Regions from separate parts of the Sus scrofa genome. Here region 1 is linked to region 2. The links are chromatin contacts, called in public Hi-C maps. All regions are on one chromosome and are shown on one strand. Each heading gives the region's core, a stretch centred on a gene start, on an enhancer-like site or on the middle of the called end of the contact. The rest is flanking DNA. Distances are from core to core; before and after follow the strand shown.

Region 1 (3,272 bases), core at 457-2,956, 190 kb after region 2:
ATAATTTTCCTGACTCCAAATTGCTTTCATTTCGAATCAATTTCTTTGTGTGAAGTCTTTGATGGTTTCCCCCCTTCTGAGCCAGTGATCCTAGTTAGGCAAGAGAAAGAAAAGGCATGATGGTGTTGAGTAATCTGTGATATCCCAGGCTCCATGCTGGACCCGTTTATTTACATTATTTCACTGCCTGCATCCTAGATTTACAGGATCCTAGTTGGAGCCTAAGCCATGTTTACCCTATGGTTCAGACAAGCCCATCTGGAAGCTATAGGGAGAATAATAAGGACAAGGATGCAAGGACTGGTTTGAGCCTCCTGAGGAAAAAATAATTTTCTTTTCTTTCCTTGCTTCCTTTTTTTTTTTTTTTTTTTTTTGGTTTGTTTTTTTGCTTTTGTTTTTTTAGGACTGCACCCTTGGCATGTGGAAATTTCCAGACTAAGGGTCAATTGGAGCTGAAGCTGCTGGTCAAACCACAGCCACAGCAATGCAGGATCTGAGCAGCAGCTATAACCTGCACCATAACTTCATGGCAGTGCCAGATCCTTAACCCAGTGAGCAAGGCCAGGGGTCGAACCTGAGTCCTCGTGGATACTAGTTGGGTGTGTTACCACTGAGTCACAACAGGAACTCTGGAGGAAAAAAAATAAGTTTTCTGAGTTTGAAGAAAGAATCCACTGGAAGAGAGAAATCTGCCCATTGTTCAACAACAAATATTTATTTGCAATGTATCCAACACTGTTAGCACAAGGGACACTGCTGGGAGAAATCTGAGGGCAATGAACCAGTTTCAGAGGAGAGGGCCAATTCTGAGTGCAGCAGCGAGTATACCACTCAGCCTGTTCTCTGACCCGGACTGCAGTCCTAAGGCAGGACAGCTTCGACATAGAGTAAACAAACACAAAAATGACTTCACTTCCCTGTTCAAGAATCCATAGGGGAGTTCCTGTGGCAGTGCCACTGAAACGAATCCGACCAGGAACCATGAGGTTTGGGTTTGATGTCTGGCCTCGCTCAGAGGCTTAAGGATCCGCCGTTGCCGTGAGCTGTGGTGTAGGTCTCAGACGTGGCTCAGATCTGGCGTTGCTGTGGCTCTGGCATAGGCCGGTGGCTACAGCTCTGATTAGGCCCCTAGCCTGGGAACCTCTATACGTCGTGGGTGCAGCCCTAGAAAGGACAAAAGACAAAAAAAAAAAAAAAAAGAGAGAGAGAGAAAGAAACAACAGGGGAGTTTTCTTGTGGCACAGCGGGTTAAGGATCTGGCATTGTCACAGAAAAGGTTCACGTCGCTGCTGTGGTTCGCTCCCTGGCATGGGAACTTCCACAAGTCCCCTGCCTCAGCCAAAGGAGGGAAAGAAAAAAAGAAACAAGAAAAGACAGTGAGAGGAAAAACAAGAAAACTGAGGCCCGTGGTTTCTGCACCCTGGGAGACAATGTTTTCTACACAAACCTCAGAACACTTGCCTTGGAGATATTGTTGGACACCAGAAGGGCTCTCAAAGGGGACATTGGGAGAGGCTGAGGACATTAACCCAAAGAGCTAAAGCGAGAAGGAGGGATAAACAAGGGCAGGACTTGGGTCCTGGTCTTGGCTGAGATCCGTGCTGGGGTGCAAGGTCCAACTGGGAGGACTCTGGGGAAAGCTAAATTCCCACAGAACTAATGGACACGGAGCACGTGAAATACAGCTTGTGACTTCTGCCAAGTCTCTATTTCTACCCCCAGGCTAATGTGGCCTGGAGAGGCTTATGCCAAGTCATTCCACAGCAGCTCCAAGGAGTTAAGACACTTGCTCGAGGTTGTTGATTTAGGAATAGTCTTTCTCCAAAGTCCTTTCAGACCCTATCCTCTGCGTGGCGTAGTGCAAAACCTCAGGATTCCCACCTCTGCCCTGCTGTGAATGCATTACAGGATCTCGGGTGAGTTAATTTATCTTGAATTTTTCATCCTTTAAAAGAAGGACTTTGGAGTTCCCTTTGTGGTGCAGTGGTGCAGTGGAATCCGACTAGGAACCATGAGGTTGTAGGTTCGATCCCTGGCCTCACTCAGTGGGTTAAGGATCCAGCATTGCTGTGAGCTATGTGTAGGTCGCAGACATAGCTTGGATCCGCGTTGCTGTGGCTCTGGTGTAGACCAGTGGCTACAGCTCCGGTTGGACCCCTAGCCTGGGAACCTCCACACGCTGCTGGTTTGGCCCTTAAAAAAAAAAAAAAAAGGAAGAAAAAAGAAAGAAAGAAAGACAAAAAGAAGGGCTTCAGCTAGAAAAGCTACAACATTCTGTGATTTTTGGACGAATTTCAGCCCCTCAGCAATGGTTCTGAGTACCCTTGATAATCCAACCCGGCCATGCATATCCAGACAAAGCCCCTTCACTTCCTGGCATGGCCTGTTGACTCCAGCCAAGCCAGTTTTTTCCCCTGTCCCTGAACATAGCACGCTCACATGCATTCCTGACCCTTAGCCAAATCCCTCCCTAGGGGCACTAAGAAAATAGGAATGTGCAGAAGCGCCATCTCCCCAGTCCCTTGTTGGAAAGACTGTGCCCACCGCCTTCACCAAGGCTGACTTTCAAGGTGCGCATATGACAGTTCCCCAGGGGCAACCATGTACATTTCTGGTTTTTTTGGTTTTTTTTGTTAGGGCCATATGCACAGCATATGGAGGTTCCCAGGCTAGGGGTCGAATTGGAGCTGCAGCTGCCGGCCTACACCATAGCCACAGCCACGCCAGATCCAAGCCACGTGTGCAACCTACACCCCAGCTCACGACACCACCAGATCATTAACCCACGTAGCAAGGCCAGGGATCGAACCCGCGTCCTCATGGAGCCTAGTCGGGCTGGTTAACCACTGAGCCAGTGTAAATGTAATGTCCATTTACATTTCTGACATAGTTTGTCCAGACCCTTGGTGGATTCATCTCCATTTCCCTCATGTACTACATCTGGGAGTAACGTGTTTCACGAGTTTATTACCCATTTCTTTTCTTTGTTCTAAGTGTTCCTCGTTCATCTCCCCCTCAGGCAAGTGTCTGGGTTGAATGAGTCCTGGTTCACCCTCTCCTGGTTATTGATGAGTGTACTGCTTTCCATCGCATCCTTTTCCAGTCTGGAGAATCCTAACCTTTATGGCCTGTCTTCCCCTCGCAGCCCTTGATTTTTCTGTCTCTATTCCTTCAGTGTCGGTCAGAACATCCCTTCAGAGGTTCAGTGACCAGAACTCTCCCCAGATCAGTGAAGGGAGGAGACATGATATTTAGAGAAATGCAATGGTGTG
Region 2 (3,209 bases), core at 680-3,179:
CAACTGTGCTCCTCCTATATCCAACCAGGGCAAGAACTCAGTAACAGATAAACTAGCTACTCATTTTGAAATAACAGCTTGTGGTTAAGAAACAATGTAATATTGTAGTTAGCATGATGAACTCTGAAATCAGATTGCCTGGGTTGGAAAACTGGTTCCAAACTGGGCAGGCTTTGTCTTTTTATCTTTAATACTCCAATCTATCAATTGTGGCTATCAAAAGTATCTATCTCACAGTGTTATTTTAAAGATATTAATGGTATATACTTCATAGGAACACATAAGAAACCCGAAACATCACCTTTTTGACTTAAAGTGCAATATTAAGTGTTTTCTATTATTATGTATTGACTGCCCTCTATTTAACAGACACTTCATACACGTTACTTCATTTAAGCTTTTCAATAAGCTACATTACCAGTTTGATTTTACCTGAGGATATTCAAACGTAGAAAAATATTTTATTCAACCCCTAAACTAGCAAGTGACATATTTAAACTCATGCATAACTCTACCCTAGAGGGATTACCTACCTCTCAACATATTCAGGCTTCCAACACATAGACAGAAAGATCACAGTCACCCCCTAGGCTCCGTTCATACATCAGTACAAAATATACTTAGATTTTTAAAGACTCACTCATGCACACAAACACATACAAAGCAATAAACCAACATCATGGTTCTCAACACAGGAAATGCTCAGATGTCCCTTAAGTTAGTGCATGGTCACAGATGTCAGATTCAAACACTCAGCTACAACCCAGAAACTGCAGATATTGTTTTCAATATAGGCTCATTCTTTAATATCTTAGCAGTAAGCAAATGCAAGTAACCTGAAATGTGATTCAGAGAGTTTAAAACAAAACAAAACAAAAAATTGGCTGTTCCACCTGTTAGCTGGGATCCCAACATCTCCCGCCTGGTGGCTGACACTTTAGCCCTGGGCTTTGCCTTTGCAGCAGAGGCATGGGAGGAAATGGTTCTCAAGCTCTCCCACTTCCCCAGGTGGATGATCCAGGAAACTAAGAAGGAGAAAAGGCCAAAGCTGTTTTCACTGGCAGAGAGATTAACGCCGGCTGGGTTTCAGCCTCCTATTTCGGTTCTTCCACCTGCCAAGGCAATTGCTCGGATCTCCTTTATGCCACATCGTTTCGCAAAGTGCCATTAACAGGGCCTTAAAAGTTGCCATGAGCCAACATGGCCAAATTTCTGGATTCAGTGCTCATTCAATGTCACAAAAGGTAAAGAAAGTAAGCCACGAGTTCAAATTCCACCTTGCCTAAAAGAAATAGGAAATGTCATGTCGAGCTCTCAGGGTCACCTAAACAGCCCAGGAAGATCCCCGGGTTTCTGAATGCCCACCTCCCGGCCCCCCTACAGCTGGCAGCCCATAGCGACTTTCTCTCCTCCTCGGGCCCCCTGCCCAAGCTGCCCCATACACCCGCGGGTCAGCCAAAGGGCAACCGCCGTCCACGCGGGCCCACGCATCCCTCAAGCTGCAGGGGACGAAGGTCCCGAGATCCCGACCCTCCAAAGCTCTGCGGCTCGGACGACTCCTGGCTCCCGCCCACACTCCACAAGCCTAGTCCTCGCCGGGGGTCAGTAAGCCTGTGTTCCCGAGGGCGAGGGCCGGGGCTGTGACAGGCGACGAGGAGAGCGAAGGGGCGGCGGGCCGTCAGGGGTTCGAGCGACCCTGAGAAGGAAGAAACAAGGACTGGGAGGGGCACGGCAGTACCTGTCGAGCCGGGACCCGCCGCTCCGAGTGACGCGACCCGCACTGCATTGTGGGGCCGGGGAGTGGCCTTTCCGCGGGGCAGTCCCGCGTGCAACGTGGCTGGCGCCCGGCGAGATCAAGCCCCGCCTTCGTTCCTTGAGCTTGCCCAGGCCAATCAGGTTCTGGGGCAAGGACACACTGACCCGCCCCCTCCAGGGCAGATTGGCAGCTTTTCAAGCTCCTGCGCCTAAGGAGCGTAAACTCAATTTAGATTAGGCTGTCCCTCACGAGTAAGGCTGATCTCTCCCACCTGCTACCTGTATCTGCAGGCAATTCGTTTTTCACGCGGCCCTACAGCAAACACCGAAGGAACAGCAGCGAAATCCCCCTGTGAGTGAATAAAAACGCCACACAGGAGCAGGAACCTAACCTTGGCAAAGAAGTGCCAGATACTGTTTCTGCGGCCCCTTCTAACTTTTGCATCAGTCATGCATTATTAAACAAGCACTGCGTACCACGTGCCGAGCGCGGTATTAAGCATTGCGTTCCAGAAGTGAACTTAACACGATGGAATCTAAAGTGTGATAGGAGCAAGAGATGTTAAAGCACAAATCTTTCCGTAATTATAAATTGTAATCAGTTCTACGAAGGAAAATTAGTGGGAGCGGTGATAGATTAATCAGGATTGTCAGGGAAGAGCGCTTTGAAGAAGTGCCTTTTAAGCTTCCGGGCATATGAAAGAGCCTTAAAGAGTGTTGCAGGTGGGGAACATTATGTTTGAGGCTGTTGCGGCAGGAAAGACCTTGATGTGTTCCAGGAACTGAAAGGAAGTCAGTATGTTTGAGGTGTAGGGTGTAAACCTGAGCCGAGTTGAGGCAGAGGCCAAACCATGCGGGCTCTTATTGGCCACATTATAGATTTTAGACTGTATTTTGGAACATATCCTAAGGTCAATGGGCAGCCAAGAGAGTGTTAAGTGGGATATGATTTACATATTTAAAAGCTCACTTACACTGTTTATGGGGAACAGTTTGGAAGAGGGCAAAGGGGGTTGCTAGAAGTTCATTTCTAATGCAGTTATATTAGTCAAGGCCAGAGATGATCATAGCTTAAACTAGGGTGATGGCAGTATAGACAGAAAGAATTGGATAATTTTGAGACATGTATAAATTAGAGGTGGAACCCAAGAGATTTAATAATGGATTGGTTTGCAGGGAAGGATAAAGAAAAGAAGAGCATTAAGGATGACTCTATAAGTAACTAGATAAATTAAAAAGCCATTTACTGATTCAGGGAACATAGAAGGAGGAGCAAATAGTTTTGGATATGTGAAGTTTGAGATGCTCATAAATGGAGATGTCAGACAGATTTGGATATGTGTCTGGTGTTCAGAAGAAATGTCTGGACTACTTATATAACTTCAGTGATTATTGGGTAGATCAACCTAGCAATTCCACCACTAGCTCTATATGCAACAGAAATGTACTCATAT

Evidence for each region. A called contact is a pair of places that touch in the nucleus more often than the background predicts.
Region 1: a contact with region 2 is called in a Hi-C map of liver, with 5 times the contacts expected there. The contact joins the promoter of SEMA5B here to the promoter of SEC22A in region 2. A contact is called at or near these places in 4 of 47 Hi-C or Micro-C datasets (embryonic fibroblasts, fetal heart ventricle, liver and 1 more).

The regions. Positions count from the first base shown.
Region 1 is chr13:137,442,276-137,445,547 of Sscrofa11.1, forward strand. SEMA5B (semaphorin-5B) reads left to right here and starts at 1,707. Exons shown (of 22, transcript XM_021070255.1): 1 at 1,707-1,916.
Region 2 is chr13:137,248,769-137,251,977 of Sscrofa11.1, forward strand. SEC22A (vesicle-trafficking protein SEC22a) reads right to left here and starts at 1,930. Exons shown (of 7, transcript XM_021070245.1): 1 at 1,739-1,930.